Linked DNA regions of Mus musculus: region 1 is linked to region 2. The links are chromatin contacts, called in public HiChIP or PLAC-seq maps. All regions are on one chromosome and are shown on one strand. Each heading gives the region's core, a stretch centred on a gene start, on an enhancer-like site or on the middle of the called end of the contact. The rest is flanking DNA. Distances are from core to core; before and after follow the strand shown. Region 1 holds the start of Mtmr3 (myotubularin related protein 3). Region 2 overlaps Gm11958 (predicted gene 11958).

What was found. HiChIP or PLAC-seq counts read pairs in DNA pulled down with a chosen protein or histone mark.
Region 1: an H3K4me3 HiChIP or PLAC-seq map of embryonic stem cells shows a contact between it and region 2, with 14 read pairs. The contact joins the promoter of Mtmr3 here to the enhancer-like site in region 2. A contact is called at or near these places in 1 of 39 promoter capture datasets (frontonasal cranial neural crest), 1 of 484 Hi-C or Micro-C datasets (embryonic stem cells), 3 of 115 datasets of contacts at active chromatin or transcription factors (bone marrow-derived macrophages, embryonic stem cells and pancreatic cancer cells) and 1 of 9 other capture datasets (adipose tissue).

Annotation. Positions count from the first base shown.
Region 1 is chr11:4,593,068-4,597,170 of GRCm38.p6, reverse strand. Mtmr3 (myotubularin related protein 3) reads left to right here and starts at 2,381. Exons shown (of 19, transcript NM_001373897.1): 1 at 2,381-2,568.
Region 2 is chr11:4,298,405-4,302,806 of GRCm38.p6, reverse strand. The region is part of intron 2 of Gm11958 (predicted gene 11958); the gene reads right to left. Among named protein-coding and RNA genes, the nearest start is that of Gm11958, 15 kb to the right of the region's middle. Within about 2 kb of position 2,871, at least 103 of the 459 cell types and tissues checked have an H3K27ac peak or open chromatin away from gene starts, as enhancers often do. A contact at or near this core is called in adipose tissue, embryonic stem cells and pancreatic cancer cells, where this site is marked.

The sequences.
Region 1 (4,103 bases), core at 1,132-3,631, 290 kb before region 2:
TTTAATTCAAGCACACACAGTGCTATGCTTGCCTTGTTTTAGATTCCTACCACTGAATACAGAATAAAAGTAACGATTTTGATAATGGCATATGCATTACATTGTTTTTAAGAAAATGATCACTTTCAGGCATTTTTGCTGAAGTAATTATATTCTCCTTAAATGTTATCAATGTCACTGTAATCTTATTTTGAATATAGAAAGGTTTTTTTTTTTTTTCCTGCTTGTTAAAAATAGGGCCTGGTGTGCGCTCAACACACACGCTGTATCCTCAGCCCCTACAAAGGGAGTTTTCCAGGCCATGCAGAGTTTGCTCTTTTGTATTTAGAGACAATTTCCTAATATCTGCCTTCCAGGCTTCCAGGAGTGGAGAGGAAGGGAAGTATGATGTGCACAGATGTCCCTCAACATCAGATCACTTGAGTTCAAACTCTGGCCTTCTTGTTTCATCTACATCTAAGGCTGAAGTGGTTTGGTGCAAGCTAAAAGATTCGGTGCACACCATGAATTCAAGGGTACAGTAAAATTTCTTCAAACATTTTAAATACTGGTCGAGGATTCAGTCAAAGATTTCCTTTCTCACTCCAGATCAAAAAGCAAATTGTTATTGTTGATAAACAGAGAGGCAAGCGACAAGCTGATCCATGTGCTCTTTCCATGTGGACTGTGGGAGCTGTGGGATTGGTGGAGCAGGTGTGAATTTCCTGTTGCCTGAGTTGTTTACCTGGAGCCACTTTATCAGTGTCCAGCCATCCAGCAGGGATTGTCCTGGCAGTGAAGTGCTAGCTCCAGTTCAGGTTCCCCACTGCTGGCAGTCTGTCTGTCTACTCTGTGTGTCCTGTTGTCCATCTATTTGATGCTCTATTTTTTTTTCTTGTCCCACAAAGGCCATGAGAATATACACAAAGGGAAACCAGGACAGTGGATTATAAATGAAAGTGTATAGTTTACTGCTATCACTACCAAAAGATTTTTTTTTTTGACCCAAGAGGTGCAATCATTGTACTTCCAATTTAGCCTGTGCTTTTCTAGTGAAGGTGAAAACGGAGACACAATCAGCTGCATTGAAGAGGAGGAAGACAGGTCCTTGGAGGGCGGTGGGAAGTCTTTGCTAACTGATCTGTGATGTAGTGCCTTCCTTGACCTTCCTTGAGATTCTGTGATGTGGTGGGTAGCCCAGAGAGTAATAGGACAGTTTGTGTTGTTATCTGGGCCTGGGTTTGAAGTTTAAGTTAAATTCAACTTATTCTGGGTTTTACTTTTTTTTTGTTTGTAAAATAAAGATAGGCCTGACCATTTATGAAGATTCAACTAGATAAATATAAACACTTGCTCTTCCATAATTAGGAGATTTGTCTGGCTATTGTGTTGTGCAATTTTAGGTTCTGGAGACATAATGACAAATAAGACAGCATCCTTTTTTTCTAATTATTCTTAAACTCCAGTGGGGGCAGAGAGGCAATAATGTTGAATACAAAGAAACAAATAATGGGGGGGGGGAGATAAACAATTTAACAAATACAGGGATAAATTTCATTTACTTGTCTTCTGATAAAAAATCAAGGTCATGTTAAAATTCATCTAAGGAAGTGAAATATCTTTGAGGATTTGTTAGGACCTAAGCCAGTAGATCTCAACCTTTAAACGCTGTGACTTTAATATAGTTCCTCACGTATGCTGACTCCCAACTTACTTTCCTCGCTAATTTATAACTGTAATTTTCTACTACCATGAATCATAATGTAAATATCTGAGGTTCAGGATATTTGAGACCCCGAGGACTGCTGACCTAAAATAAGGTATTACAGTGTTAGACTATGGGGCTCTTCTGGAGGCCAGTCAAAGTAGGGATTCTTTTCCCCCTTGCTTTTCTTTGAGCACTGAGGTTTTTTTTATTAGGAGCTGGCGTTGAGGCAGTTTGAACTTGTATTCTGGGCATAACTTATAGCACACTATATTTACATGCACGGTATTAAGTTAGTTTTATATTGACTATACTTGCTGGGGATATAATATCACTACTGTTCTTAGTTTTAATAGAAAGTAGAGTAAGCTGAAGTGCTGTCTTGGTCCATTAAGTTGGAAAAGAAGCCTGAAAAATCTTTCTAAACCTTGTTTTTCTTTTTCTTAATTCGTAACGGTTTATTTATTCACTTCTCATTTTTCTTTTCTTCCTCCTGACGCTTCTCTGCAGCCACAGTCTGGTGACTTGCAGCCCCGCCCACATCCTGGGGCGTGACCAACGAGCCAGGCCCCGCCCTCGCCCATCCCGTGACGGCCAGTCTTCCCCCCCGCCCCCCATCCCACAGCGGACAGCGCGCCGGAGCGTGCGCGCGCGCCCCCGCTCTCAGCTCCGATCGGTCTCGGGAGCGCGCTCTGTGTGGCCGCTGCCGCCATGTTGTTGTGGTTGTGAGAAGGCGGCGGCGGCAGCGGCGGCGGCGGCGGCGGAGCAGCCGGCGGAGACGCTCCAGCGGCCCAGGCGCTGGCCCCCGCCGACCCTGGCTGGCAGCCTCCTGGGGTGGCGGAGGAGGCCCTGCGGTGGCGGGCCTCGCCATGTCCTGCCGCCTGGTAAGAAGCCCACCCTCCGGCTCTGGTGGCGAGGAGGTGCTGGAGGAGGGGCGGACCTGGGCCGAGTGCGGCGGCTGTCACCGGCCGGGGAGGCGGCGGCGGGCCGAGGGCTGGGTTGGCCGCGGCCTCCCGGGGCAAGCTCTCAGAATGGAGCACCGAGGCCCGGTCGGGCGAGTCGGGGGAGGCGGGGTCGCCGAGCTCGGCGGCCATCCTGAACCTGGCGGTGGGTAACACTCGGAGTGTTGGGAGCTGCGGCTGGGGCGCCCTGGAAAACGCTCCCGGGCCTCCGGGAGGTGAGCGTGTGGCCCGAGGCCCTGGTCGAGACCGTGGGAGTCCTTAGTGGCGAGAGGCCGGAGGTCGTGCTGTTGGAAACCACGGGCGAGCTGTGCGGGCCTCAGCCTAACTGCAGCAGGGCATCCTCCTGACCTGGTAGTGCTTGAAGGGGAACGAAGGTCCAGGGGTGGTTGGAGGAGCTCGGGGAACACTGCTCAAGTAGCTCTGCAAAAGATCAGTATTATTTCTTGGGTTGAAATTGTACTGGATGTATTGCATTTCATGACCCAAGATGGTATTGTTGGGGCCAGAAAACTTATTTCAAAAATTGGAAGTAGAGTTTGCACACTCTGTTAGGCCACCAGGAGTCAGATCATCTCACTTGTGAGTTTTACACACAGGTTTCTGTTAGATATTAATGTTCAGTCATTGTCAGAATGAAGTTTACGTTTTTATTCTTCTTACTATCTTGACATCCACTTGGCTTTTTGACATTTAGGGTCTTTTTTTTTTTTTTTTTTGTATTAAAAGTGCATGTGTTCTTGTAGTGGAGGCTCAGCCTCGTTCCTCTTGTGAACAGTGAGCCGTCAGAAGTTACGATTGAATGGTAGATGGTTCTGTATCAAAATGATCTTGTTTGTGGGGATGTGAAGGAGGCCTTCTTTGAGATTCTGCAATGTTTCTGTGTTTTTTACTTGGAAACCAAATAACATGCGTTGATGGCCAGTGAAAGACTTCTTTTCCATGCTTGACTGAGTAGAAGAGTTTACAGAATGACACCGTTGTGGGTAAACACTATGCAATATGTTATTAAACTAAATTTGGAAGCTTCTAGAAGGTTAGAGTGATTGCCTATGAAGACATATTTCACCCCTACCATTTTTACTTTTTAGGTAACTGTGAGCAGCATAATGAATTTGTTCACAAGGCATCAGAACACATTTTATCAAATTAAATGTTGTATAGCTGAACGTATGTCCAAAAACCTAGAGGAAAATAAAGGAAGTGAGGCCTGAAGTCTGCTTCTGGCCCACAGAGGGGTCCTAAAGGTGCTTTCTAACATGCCAACATTGTAGTTACTTCTAAACCATCTGGCTCAGGTTTCCAGTAAAGTGGAGGGTAGCAGGGTGTGTTACAGTCATTTGAGACCAGGGTTGTGGACCTGGAAGGTGTACTGTAGGTTGTGACAAGTTCTTGAAATTTGCTCCAGGCTGTGAGGTATGGTAAAGTCAGTTTAAAGACCCTCTTAACAGCACTAGTTT
Region 2 (4,402 bases), core at 1,622-4,121:
GACCCGCCGCCGCTGCTGCTGTTGCTGCGGCTGGAACCTCCTCCACTTAGATATCAAATCCCTCTCCTAAATTGCAGCAGACAAAATAGCTGAAGTCCTAGGTGTTTCCCCTCTGCCCAGGACACCCAGCCAGGGAAAGCAAATTGAGAAGCCTAAATCAAAGGTTTTCAACAGAGCCAGGCCCCAGGGTGGGAGGGAGAGGCCTCTGCTTTCAGCTCTCAGCCTCTGCTGTTACTTCTTGAGCCAAAACAAAGCCGGTCCCAGGGAAGTTAATCTGCCCTGGATAGAACAGGGCCACTCCCTGAGGTACAGAGCCAGCTGTGGGCCCAGAGCAACCAGGCCCAGGAAGCTGGGCCTGATGAGGCTGTGGGCCTAAGAGGGAGTGGCTACCACTAAGGACTGGATCTGCATCTGCATGCTTGCCTGCTGCCTCTTGATTGATTGTAAAGATAAGTGTGTTTTAAAAGATTTATGGGGGCAGGGCGTGGTGATGCACACCTTTAATCCCTGAACTGGGGAGGCAGAGACAGGTGGATCTCTGAGAGTTTCGAGGCTAGCCTGATCTACATAGTTTCCGGACAGACAGGGCTACACAGTAAAACAAGACAAAACAAACAAACAAGCAAAAAAACCAAAACAAAACCAAAATTGGGGCTGGAGGCCCACCTCCCACGGGAATGCACTGGCATACACAAAACCCTAGATTGGAGTTCCAGTGTAACACAAACTAGACATCTGGGCACGGTAGCACTTGCCTCTAGTCCACGGGGTAGAGGACAGAGGCAGAGGATAGGAAGTTCAAGGTCATCCCAAAGCCAAGGGTAGCCTAGGCTATACAAGATCCTGTCAAATATTTACCCTCATACTCTTAGGCACACGTGTACACACACACATACACACACACACACACTTTAACACACATGAACCTTTACACTTATGAAAACACACTCTCGCACATGCACACCCATCCTTCCTAACACAGATGCCTTTCTGGGTTTGTGTTGGATTTGTCAAGAGATGAAACAGTCCCTTGGTATGTCCCATGTGCACCGTACCAAGCTGTACCCTGGTTTTCACACATCCCTGGTAGCTCTTCTCTCCAGGAGCCTTATGAGGCTCTGTGAAACAACAACATGACCTACCCTTTGATGACCACACAGAGCCCAGGACTTTGCACAGGACTAACTTCTGTTTAAAGCTGACAGTCAGGCTGGAGAGATGGCTCAGTGGTTAAGAGCACTGACTCCTCTTCCAGAGGACCTGGGTTCAATTCCCAGCAACTACATGGTGGCTCACAACCATCTGCAATAGAATCCAGCACCCTCTTCTGGTGTGTCTGAAGTCTGAAGACAGCAACAGTGTACTCACATACATAAAATAAATCTTAAAAAAAAAAAAGCTGACAGTCTGTCTCACATAGACTGTACAGGTCAGCCGACACTGGTACAGAACAGGTCTCTAGCCACCCATTGTGGAGAAAACACAGACAACAGCTGAGTCTCAGATTCTCGGTCAGAAAAAGAGGCGAGGGCACCTGCCTCCCAGAGTCTGGGTCAGTCGGTGAAGCTCCACACGCGGGGAGGGAACTTGTTCTGTTTTGCTGCCTTAGGTCACCAGAATTTCCAGGCTCCCAGTTTACAGGGCACTGGCCATGTTGGGATTGGAAGCTAATGATATCTAAGTAGAAAACACTAAGGCAAACCAATTTGTGTTGTAGCCATTCCAGGGGACATGTTACAAGCTATCCAGCCACCCCAGCCCTCTCCCCAGCTAACAGAGACATTTCTAGAGACCTGAGGGGGGGCGGGGAATTGATAGGCTATGAGGAAGGAGAGCCCAAGCAAAACCTGACAGAGCTCCCAGGCTGCTGCCTGGAACATCTGGACCAATGCTGATGGGCACAGAGGAGAAGAACAGCTGCCAAACCAGCTCTTGGCAGGAGCCCTGAGAGCTGCCCCAGGCGGCCAGAGCAGACACTGGGACTTCTTCCTTCTGGAGCTGACCCGGAAGGTGGCTGAGATGTGGAAACAGCAGCTGAGTTCTCTTCCCACCAACTGCCTCTGGGTCTCAGTTTCTCCATCTGGAAGATGGGAAGTTCAGCAAAGCTAAACCAGCCCTCATCTGGGAGGACAAAATAAGCGTAATTTCGTGAGTGTGGGACACCATACTGCACACTAAGACAATTCCAGAGATGGCAGTTGTCACAGTCACTTTACATGAGAGACAAGGCCCACATCTAAAGTAGGGTGAGGATTTGAACCCACAGCTATTTGTCTCTTAACCTCAGCGCTAGCCTGCCGAGGACGGACAGGTGTGAGTCTCCCGGCTCTTTGTGTCTGCCTCTTGCGTGTCTTCCTTGAGTAGGCAATAAAAACAGAGAACCAGAATCCCAGGGTCATATTGCCTTCCATACCTACCCTGTTTCCACACCTCAGGATCCCCCGTGGTCCCTGGGAAGACAACCTGGGGGCGGGGCTAAGCTGGGGGCTCTGTGAACCCGTGAGGACACAGTGGCTGAAGGCCCGTGTTTCCCCCTTTTGAGAAATGCTTTGGCATCAGACAAGTCTAGGGAGAGGCAGGAGGAACTTGGCATGGACCTTGTTAGCAGCGTCTGGAGAAACACTAGAAAAGCCATCTGGAGTTGTGAACACTAGAAAAGAAGCCCCTGCCCTTTCCCCTTAGCCCTGTTCCCTGCCTGTGGTCACAGAACCCGACGCACAGGGGGCTCAGCTGCCCTACTCTGGCCTGATGGGGAAATTCAGAGAGAAATGCCAGTCTGAATCCCAAAACAAGCAGGGACTTCCCACCACCATGCAACTTGGCAGCCTTTTTGTCCCATGGGACCGAGTGAGCTATGATTACACACCCGCCTGCCCACCCGGAAGCAGGTCTCACGTCATTGCATCAAAGGGGTGACATCCCGATCCGGGTCATCACTGCTAAGCAGCTCCAGTTGGTCAAGACAAGCAAGCATGCTCATTTGCATGCTCTTGCTTCATCTCCCTCTACTGCTTGGGAACCACTGCTCTCAGCATCTTCACAGGATGTCTGAGACCCCCAGGGTTAACAGGGCCACACAGTGGTAATGATGGAGCCAGCCGGGATCTGGGGTCACAGTCAAGGCCTACTGCACAGCCGTGTCTTACCTGTTGCCTCGTACCGACATCTCAAATGACACCTGAATGTCATTCAAACAGAAACCACATCTAGGCTGCCATTCCGTGCCCTGCTCACCTTTTGAATTGGGGACCTCCACGGAGATAGCCCCCACGAGATACAACCCGCCCCTCAAATTGGCCTTGTTCACCCACAGATGAGTCAGCTGGAATTTTTGGACATTGAAGGCTCAGCAGCTACAGTACCAGGAGCTGTGAGGAGGCTGGAATGACCGGAATGTGGCTCTGTGGGCTCCGGCCGGCACCCCCATCCCCCCAGGCTCAGAGAGGTTTGGAAAGTAAAAGTCACAAGGTTTTTCAAGAGTTTGAGGATGGCAGGTGCACGTGAAGATGGAGACAAAGACTGACTCTTGTCTCCGGCCAGCCAGCACAGTTCCCCATCCCACCCACACATATCCGTGTTCCGGGTCCAGATGCCTGGAGCCCTGGGCGCCAGCAAAGGGCAAAACGTCACTGATTAGAAAGCCACAGTTTAAAAACATGTCCCAGGCTCTTAAAAGATGGAACTGTTGGCTTTGTGTGACTGGGACTTACTTAGCCTTGCAACTCTGTCTGAAGCATGACCTGGTACTGCCTCTCAACAAGCCTTTAGGCACCTCACCTAGGTCTTTACAGACCCTTCTCAGCATAGGACTCCAGCGGAGCTTTCCCTCTGGAATGGGGTTCCAGGGTCCATCAGCTTTCGAGGACAGGGGACCAGCACAGTGAAAACAAACCAAGGCTGTGAAGGAGAGTGGGGGGAGGGGCTGCTCTAGAATGAGCTTGGACCTGCAGAGCTGCCTGCTAGCTGAAGTTGTCGCCCTTTTACCCTCAGAGCCCATCCTCTGTCTCTGCCTGGCCATATCAGCTGATGTCACCTCCCTGCCAGCGTCAGCCCCTGGGGAGACACAGTCAGGGCGTGGGCATCCCCCAACCCTCTGGACGAATGTGGGAGGTGGTGAAGTGGGAGGGATCCGAGAGATGAGAAGAATGCTTAGGGACCATTCAAGGAACCTGTGGCTTTGAAGGTCCTCCTTGGTACAGGCTGTTCAGGAAGGAGATAGAGCCGCAGGTGGGAGCTATGATCAGGTTCTCTGCTGGAAGTTCCAGCTAACAGATGTTGTGTTGACCACCTATTAAAATGAATAAATATGGGGCTGGAGAGATGGCTCATGGTTAAGAGCACTGAGTGATCTTCCAGAGGACCCAGGTTCAATTCCCAGCACCCACATGGCAGCTCACAACTG